3 separate regions of the Mus musculus genome follow, and all the other regions are linked to region 2. A link is a contact called in public promoter capture Hi-C data. All regions are on one chromosome and are shown on one strand. Each heading gives the region's core, a stretch centred on a gene start, on an enhancer-like site or on the middle of the called end of the contact. The rest is flanking DNA. Distances are from core to core; before and after follow the strand shown. Region 1 overlaps Trappc12 (trafficking protein particle complex 12). Region 2 holds the start of Rsad2 (radical S-adenosyl methionine domain containing 2). Region 3 overlaps Dcdc2c (doublecortin domain containing 2C).

Region 1 (2,700 bases), core at 144-2,643, 2.2 Mb before region 2:
ACTCCATCCAGAAAATCTCACCTTTGTTCTGATTGTTTTACTGTGAGGGTCATTTTTTAATGATTGATGGATTTGACATCTGAAGGCAGTCTTTCCCACCAGACCCTCTTGTGAGGACCTCACCCCGAGCTGTGCACCTGAGGAGCCAGTGTGACTCGGGGAGCTCTGCCGGGCTGTCAGTCACTGAATTTCCAGTCCATTCTCCACGTGGGCCCTGCCAGCGGGTTTTCAGCTTCTCTCTCATTTCAAATACATCCCATGCCTGGCTTGCCTCCCGCCCTGGGCACGGGTGGCCTGCCACAGAGCTGGCGGCCTTGCTGCCAGCTGCAGGCAGGCACTGAAGCCGCCACGGAATCTGTCAGCAGCAGACGCCCAGAGCAGCGCTGTTAACACCTTCCGAGCTGTGGTGAGACGGCTCATCAGCTCATCCTCAGCCAAGGTCGTCCTGCTCTGACTGAGCGGCCGCCAGCGGGCAGGTTACCAAGGGGAAGAGCGTGCTCCTCGCTTTAGAGCGACTGGCAGCCCTCCACGTGGCCAGCTCCTTGGACCTGGCAGGAAAGTCTGTGACCACAGCCCAGCCATAGGACAGTGTGTTTCCTCTGCACCTCTGCAGACAGGTGACGTGTGACATTGGGTGTAGACAGGCTCTTGTAGTAGGTGACCTTGACACAGAAGAATGGGTTTCCTAAAACCTCTCCAGCTGTCCTCACAGCTCTTTCCGACTCTTGAACACATTACAGCTTTTAGAAGTTCTGTGTGAGATATTTGCACATGGTCTGTTGCCACAGGGCCACTTTGTTCCTGGTATCTTCCCACATCCACCTCCCTGGTGACATCATTGCAGAGCCTCCCCCACCTCCCCATGGGCTGCAGCCCTCAGCCAAGGAGGGGCCTGCTTCCTTCTGTCCCACCGCCCCCTGTGAGGCCTGCCTCTCCTCACTGCTGTGGCCTGTAGCAGCCTGAGAAGGCACCGGGAGCCTCCAGTCTCCTGAAGTCTCTGAGCCTTGGTTGCCTTCTTAGGCTTGCAGCACTGGTGGTGCCCAGCCACAGGCTGAAGATGCTCAGGGAGGAAGTCGCTGCTCAGCTGCAGTGCACTCAGCTTGCCTTTCTGAGAGACTCTGTTAGAAAATAGTGTAACAAAAAACGCTTTCCTTTGTTTTACTGCAGTAGTGACACCGCCAGCAATGTAGGCACAGGCACCAAACGTCTGCCTGTGACATCCTGTCACCCAAGGTTCTGAACGGGACGGATTATCATGTCTCAAAAATACTTTCTCCATGGATGTAATTTAAATTAAAAGTTTGATTTAATCTTGATTTTCATGAGTTAAAGAAATGCTGTAAGGAAAGTGGATGTGAGCACATGCAGTCTGCTGCCATCTAGTGGACACGACAAGTATTGCCACAGTAGCTGGGCTGCATAGCTGGGGCCTGTGTGCCAGCTAACAATGACCTAATTAATCAGCCTTTTAATGATAAGAAATTTGCTCATATGTTCTAGTTCTGAGAGTCCCACTATATATTTCCAGGAACACCCGCTTGCAAGACAAAGCCCTTCGTTCATAAATGTGATATCCTGAGGTTTCACAGTAGCCATAAGATACCTGGACAGTTTTCAGCTTCACGTCCTTATACCTCCCACACAGCATTGACTATTGTGGCTTCTCTTTTGTGGGGAAGAGCCTGCCACACACAGGGTGCCTCCTCTTTGCTTGGAAAACACTACATAAAGCCTTTGTTGGCAACAGAACAGCCATTAATACAATTTAGCAGTCTCTCAGCCAATGCAGTTTTTAGGTGCAAGTCAGGCAAGAATGCTTTTGCCCACATATGAGTGTTTGTATTTCTATTCAAGGGCAGGTCAGTGTAGTCAGAAGAGTAGAGCGGACACACTACAAGAAGCTGTTGTCAGCTGGCCTCCAGGTTCCCAGAATGAGTGATTTCATTGACTAACAGCCAACTAGGTGGCCGTCAGTGACAGCCCTGAACACTCCCTCTAACCGCCCCCAGGCTTGTTGACACATGCTGACACTGATGCCGATAGCACCTGCCTGACAACCCCTTCTCTGCTGCTGCTTTTTCGGATCAGTCCCAAACCTGTGGATCCACCCTGCCTCCTAGGAGAACTGTAAAATCCTATCAAAACTGAACCTGGTGGTACATACCTTTAACACCAACATGGGAGACAGAAACAGATGGATCTCTTGAGAGTTCAAGACCAACTGAGTCTCTATAGTTAGTTACAGGCTGTACAGAGCTATACCGTAAGACTCAGTCTCAAAAAAGTTATATATAATGGGTATATTTATAGCCTGTTTCTTTTCTGTTGGGCCATTCTCAGTAGCATGTACCCTTGACCCTAGGGCAAGTTTGAAAGGCAGCAATGCCAATCAAAAAAATCTAAGATCCTAGCAGGGCTTACTCCTGAGGCATACTGACCCTCCATGCCATGCACCCTGGCCCTCCATGAGCTGTCCATCAGAAGCATCATGAGCAGGGTGGAGCCTAGGTCACGATGGCCTGTGATCAGATGCAGTACTGTGACTCGGCACAGCCTGCCCTCTGCTCGGTGAAATAAAACGTAAGGGTACGTACCAGGTTGGAGGAGGAGACCAGGATGGACCTTAGGGGCCATGGGCTAGACCCTGGTCAGCCTGAGAGCAGGCCCTCAAGTCGCACAGGGTGGCGTGTCCGTGTCCCC
Region 2 (2,700 bases), core at 179-2,678:
AAAGAGGAGAGGTCCAGGAACTGAGCCAAGCAAGTTAGATGTGTTGCCCCAAGGAACCTTATTACTGAAACACAGGAGCTTGCCTAGAGGTAAGGCACCAGCCACGTGCTGCAGACAGAGTGTGACTCTCAGGATTGTAGCATTGTACCATACTGGCAAAACTTTAAATGGAGGAGTTTGAGAAATATTTACTCCATATGTCCTTTAATAACATTAAAAAAAGAACCAATTATTAAGGAATCAAGTTTTAAAATGGCTATGCTCACAATCATCCATTGGACGGAGCACAGGGTACCCAATGAAGGCGCTAGAGAAAGTACCCAAGGAGCTGAAGAGGTTTGCAGCCCCATAGTAGGAACATCAATATGAACCAACCAGTACCCCCAGAGCTCCCAGGGACTAAACCACCAATAAAAGAAAACACATGGTGAGACTTGTGGCTCTAGCTGTATATGTAGCAGAGGATGGCCTAGTCAGTCATCAATGGGAGGAGAGGCCCTTGGTCCTATGATGGTGCTATGCCCCAGTATAGGGGAATGTCAGGGCCAGGAATGGGAGTGGGTAGGTTGTGGAGCAGAGGGAGGAGGAGGGGATGGGTGATTTTCGGAGGGGAAACTAGGAAAGGGGATAACATTTGAAATGTAAATAAAGAAAATATCTAATAAAATATATGTTAAAAAGTAGCTTAAAAAAGAATATAAAGTTGGGTGGGTAGGGAGGTGGAGAGCATCTGGAAGGAATGGAAAAGAAGAAAACATGAGAATATATTGTATTATTGTATTATTATATTGTATTCAATAAAAAGGTTTTAAAAACATAAAATGACTAAATTTACTTTGCCAAATTTCTCTGTTGTGTTTGCCTGGAATATACCAGTCTTGAGTCCTTTTGAGAATGTTGCCAGGCACTGTCAAGGTCAACATACAACTGACTTGCTACATACCAAGCTATAAACATACCAAGTTACAAAACTCTAGGGTTTTGGTGAGTTTGTTTTGTTTTGTTTGTTTGTTTGGGGGTGGGTGGGCGGGGAAAGAGCAGAATATTTAAAAATTGTTGAGTGTGCATAGATAATCGTTGTAAGAGGCTTAATGCAAATATTTTGTTTGTTTGTTAAAATAACAGCCTGCAAGGATGCAGCTATATGTCTGTCTGTAAGAAACTTGTTTCAGAAACTCGTGGCTGCTGGAATTCTTGCAGCGTCATCAGGACAGATGTTTACAGGGGTTATAGGGGCAGCCGGAAGCCAAGGAAAGGCAGTGAGTTGGCCTGCGCGTCCTAAGGTTCAGTCTTGGCTCTGGTCCAACTTTCATTTTCAGAAAACAGAAACTCTGTTTAACTGAGTCAAGGGAGGTGTTTCCCTCCTCCTTGTGACACAGTGATCAAATGCTTGGGGGCGTGGCTAGCTGGGCCACAGTTTATAAGCCCTTACAGGCAGCAGCAGGTGTGTGCCTATCACCATGGGGATGCTGGTGCCCACTGCTCTAGCTGCTCGGCTGCTGAGCCTGTTCCAGCAGCAGCTGGGTTCCCTCTGGAGTGGCCTGGCCATCCTGTTCTGCTGGCTGAGAATAGCATTAGGGTGGCTAGATCCCGGGAAGGAACAGCCACAGGTCCGGGGTGAGCCGGAGGACACCCAGGAGACCCAGGAAGATGGGAACAGCACTCAGCCCACAACCCCCGTGAGTGTCAACTACCACTTCACTCGTCAGTGCAACTACAAATGTGGCTTCTGCTTCCACACAGCCAAGACATCCTTCGTGCTGCCCCTGGAGGAGGCCAAGCGAGGACTGCTTCTGCTCAAACAGGCTGGTAAGTTCCTGGACCAGACAGAAGCCAGGATGGTCCAGGACAGTTGTGCATAGGATAGGCATGGGAAGGGCTCCATGAAAATTTGCCACACCAGGGAACAGGCAGATTTGCATGAATGAGAAAGGAGCACCAGGGAGCCAGGAAGGACCTCCAGGCTGGGAGTTGGCCTGGCCAGGACCATGGAACTCACTCTTGTTGGCAGAGGTGTGTGGTCAGTGACCCCTATTCATCCTTGTGTTTGGAACAGAGTTCTCCCAGAGAAATCTGATTTCCAGAAACACTAAGTGAGGAAGGGGTGGGTGTGTGGAGACCCAAGTCCTCTATGTAAACAACCTGGCAGAAGTTTCACCCTGTTCCATCTGTATTCATTGATGGAAACTTCTCTCTCTCTTTAAAAAACAATCTGTGTGTACACATGATGTGTGTGTGTGTGTGTGTGTGTGTGTGTGTGTGTGTGTGTGTGTGTGTGTGTGTGAGAGAGTTTGTGTATTCATGTGTATGTGTCTCAGTCTGCTGCTGGGTACAGCAAGTCTATGAGCATCATAGGACAATTTCAGGTGTTAGTTCAGTCTTAGCCTTGTCAAATCCTGTTTGAGACAGGATTTACCTTTGGTTCGCTGCTAATGTACAATATTGATTAGCATTCAATCCTTGCAGATTGTCCTGTCTTTCCTCCCATCTGGAAGGAGGAGGGCCAGCAGTACAAACTCCCACTACCATGTTTCAGGTTCACTTGGGTGTTGGGGATCTAAACACACATTCTCAGAGCTGTCCAGCCTGTGTATTACACACTGAGCCACCTCTCCAGCCCCATGGGAGCCTTAAAATATTTTCGACAGGTGTGTTATGGGATTTTCTTCCCAAGACTTGCTGTCGTACTCTATCAACCAG
Region 3 (2,700 bases), core at 87-2,586, 2.1 Mb before region 2:
AGCATGTCTTCAAAACATGAGCCTGTGGAGACACTTCACACTCAAACCCCATAAACACCGAACAAGCTGAACATAAAAAGTGTTTAGAAAGGGAAAAGTATATACTGAGGGAAAAGGGAGGAGGAATCAGGAGAACAGGGCAAGCTGAGAGCAGCCTGGAGTGGGAGTGGGACTTAGCACAAAAGCTTGGATTTTTGTTAAGGAAGAATCTGAACTAGCCGAGGAGGGGAGAAAAGACGGGGGAGGCTAAGAGTTTATTCATGGCACCTTTCTTGCAGATACTTGATGACCATATATATTTTTTTTAATAATAGGAAAAGGAAGTGGAAAGGCTTTATGAAGATATTGACAGAAAGGTTTGTATCAACAAACTGTAGCTTTGTGTTTCGCATGCAGAAGACAGGGTGCTCCCTGGACCCTCAGATCTATCAGGTGCCTCTTAGGAATGCAAGTTCCTTACCGGTCAGAAATCCTGGCCCAGTTCTTGGGGTTAGAAAACAAAGTCAGAGGTAAAGAAATGCCCTCATAGCATTTCAGATGGGCATATGCTCTACTGTGAACACAGCCTTAGGCAACACTTCCAAAGAGCTCTCCCTGGGGAGGTACATTTTTCTAGGCAGTGGTAACAATGTCATGTTTTCATTTCAGCCATGTGCTATGAGGGGGCATGTTACCTCCCCTGGGTGTGTGTGGAAGCCCCAGACAGTGTCCCTCTCACCCTCAGCCCTGCATCAGCTCTGTGTAAAGTAGGATTAAATTGTCATGGTTGCTATGTGAATGTTGATAATGACTTTTGGTTGAGTATGCCTAATTTATTCCACTTACCCTTTGGTTCACTTGGGCAGTTTATTGCTTCATCGAGAACATGGGACATTCGTGGGAATGTGAAGGTCAGTTACATAATCAAAGCTATCGTGGGTGGCTGAGCCTAGAGCCATATGTTGGGTCCACAGTTACCAGGATAGTGGCTATGGGAATTCACCTGAAAACCTCAGGCTCTGCTTTCTCCTCTGTTAAAGTTTCATTCCTTAAATGTAACAAAGTCCAACTCTAGAGCATCCATAAAACCTGCTCAGGGTTGTTTTCTTTGTATTAACTGGTGTTGGGTGGCTCTGTGAGCTCCAGGCTCCTTAGACTACAACGCCTGGACAACCATGCTAGGTAGCACTGGTGTGTTGTGTCAGCTCCTCTCTAGGTGTCATAGTGAAGTGATTTGCCCTATGTGTACTTTGTACTTTAACCACCATTTTCCATGTTTACAGGATCAAGGGTCAGGGAGACACAGACCTGAAAGTCCTATAAAACTGGCCTCTCTGTGTAAGAGAGTGATGGTGTGCTGGCACTTACCCTACTGTTAAGCCGCACAATGAGGGTTTGTGTACCTCAGCTTGAAGTCTGGCTGGTGGCCGTTAAACCCTGAGTTAAAAAGCAGGCTGTCAGCTCTGCTATCTGTCATCCTGTCTGGGGAACAGTGGCCGTCAGTCTTTCCAACCGGGCTGGAGAGACAAGTGTGTACACAGTGATTCCTCATCTGGGTAAATGGTTTAAGTGTCAAGCAAGCCTTTGGAAAATTCATCCCTTGTCTGGCACATGTGTGATTTGCTCCCCAAGCCAAGACAGAGTCTCTCTGTGTAGTCCTGGCTATCTGGAACTCACTCTGTAGACCAGGTAGGCTGGCCTTGAGCTCACAGAGATCTGCTTGTCTCTGCCTCCTGCGTGCTGGGATTAAAGATGTGTGCCACCACTGCCCGGCTGTTATTTGCTTTTTTGCTCAGGAAAAAAAAAAGCCAAAAACTATGTAATGAAAAGATTCAGCACTCAGGAGGCAGAGGCAGATGTTGGAACTTTGTGAGTTCAAGGACAGATTGATTTACATGGTGAGTTCCAGGGCAATCAGAGGTATTTGGTGAGACCCTGACTCAAAAACAAAACAACACATGGTTTTAGATTCGGAGCAGCATTGCGCGTAGATAGTGGGTAGTTGTATCATTTTGAGCTTTAGCTCCTCTGTCTACAACAGTGGGATGACTCCCAAATAATGAAGCCAGTCCACATTTCCTAACAGTGGCAAATTGTGAATAATTGATGCATGCCACAGTATCTCCAGGAGGAAAACAGACAAAGAAAGTGAGATGTCATGAGTCTGGTACCTGTTTCTTCCACCCATAACCTGTTTTCCTCCATCTAGAAGCTGTTTTTGTTTCTACATGTGCTTTAAGATTGGTCCTCTCCTCTCCTCTCCTCTCCTCTCCTCTCCTCTCCTCTCCTCCCCTCCCCTCCCCTCCCCTCCCCTCCTCTCCTTCTTTTCTTTTTCTTTCCTTTCCCTTCCCTCCCCTCCCTCCCCCTCTACTTTCTTTTCTTTCTTTCTTTCTTTCTTTCTTTCTTTCTTTCTTTCTTTCTTTCTTTCTTTCTTTCTTTCTTTCTTTCTTTCTTTCTTTCTTTCTTTCTTTCTTTCTCTCTCTCTCTCTCTCTCTCTCTCTCTCTCTCTCTCTCTCTCTCTCTCTCTCTTTCTTTCTGGTTTTAATGTGGTGTTTTATAAAAGATCCCCCCAAAGCTATTTTAACAAATGGGGGCTGGACTTGGAAGTACACGCCTTTAATCCTAACACTTGGAAGGCTGAGGCAGGGACTTCCATGCCAGAATAGGCGGCATAGTGAAGATACTTCAACAACAAAAACCCAGACTAAACAACTAAACAAA

Evidence for each region. Promoter capture Hi-C pulls out the DNA fragments that hold promoters and counts their contacts.
Region 1: a contact with region 2 is called in a promoter capture Hi-C map of liver, with 2.9 times the contacts expected there. The contact joins the enhancer-like site here to the promoter of Rsad2 in region 2. A contact is called at or near these places in 4 of 39 promoter capture datasets (frontonasal cranial neural crest, hippocampal neurons and liver).
Region 3: a promoter capture Hi-C map of liver shows a contact between it and region 2, with 4 times the contacts expected there. The contact joins the enhancer-like site here to the promoter of Rsad2 in region 2. A contact is called at or near these places in 12 of 39 promoter capture datasets (the 3T3-L1 cell line, 3T3-L1-derived adipocytes, the C10 cell line and 8 more) and 1 of 115 datasets of contacts at active chromatin or transcription factors (stem cell-derived neural progenitor cells).

Annotation. Positions count from the first base shown.
Region 1 is chr12:28,698,539-28,701,238 of GRCm38.p6, reverse strand. The region is part of intron 8 of Trappc12 (trafficking protein particle complex 12); the gene reads left to right. Among named protein-coding and RNA genes, the nearest start is that of Mir6937, 21 kb to the right of the region's middle. Within about 2 kb of position 1,393, at least 102 of the 459 cell types and tissues checked have an H3K27ac peak or open chromatin away from gene starts, as enhancers often do. A contact at or near this core is called in hippocampal neurons and liver, where this site is marked.
Region 2 is chr12:26,455,180-26,457,879 of GRCm38.p6, reverse strand. It overlaps Rsad2 (radical S-adenosyl methionine domain containing 2), which reads left to right and starts at 1,428. Exons shown (of 6, transcript NM_021384.4): 1 at 1,428-1,809. The coding sequence starts at 1,461.
Region 3 is chr12:28,508,622-28,511,321 of GRCm38.p6, reverse strand. Dcdc2c (doublecortin domain containing 2C) reads left to right here. Exons shown (of 12, transcript NM_001373956.1): 10 at 315-356. Among named protein-coding and RNA genes, the nearest start is that of Dcdc2c, 42 kb to the left of the region's middle. Within about 2 kb of position 1,336, at least 11 of the 459 cell types and tissues checked have an H3K27ac peak or open chromatin away from gene starts, as enhancers often do. A contact at or near this core is called in liver, where this site is marked.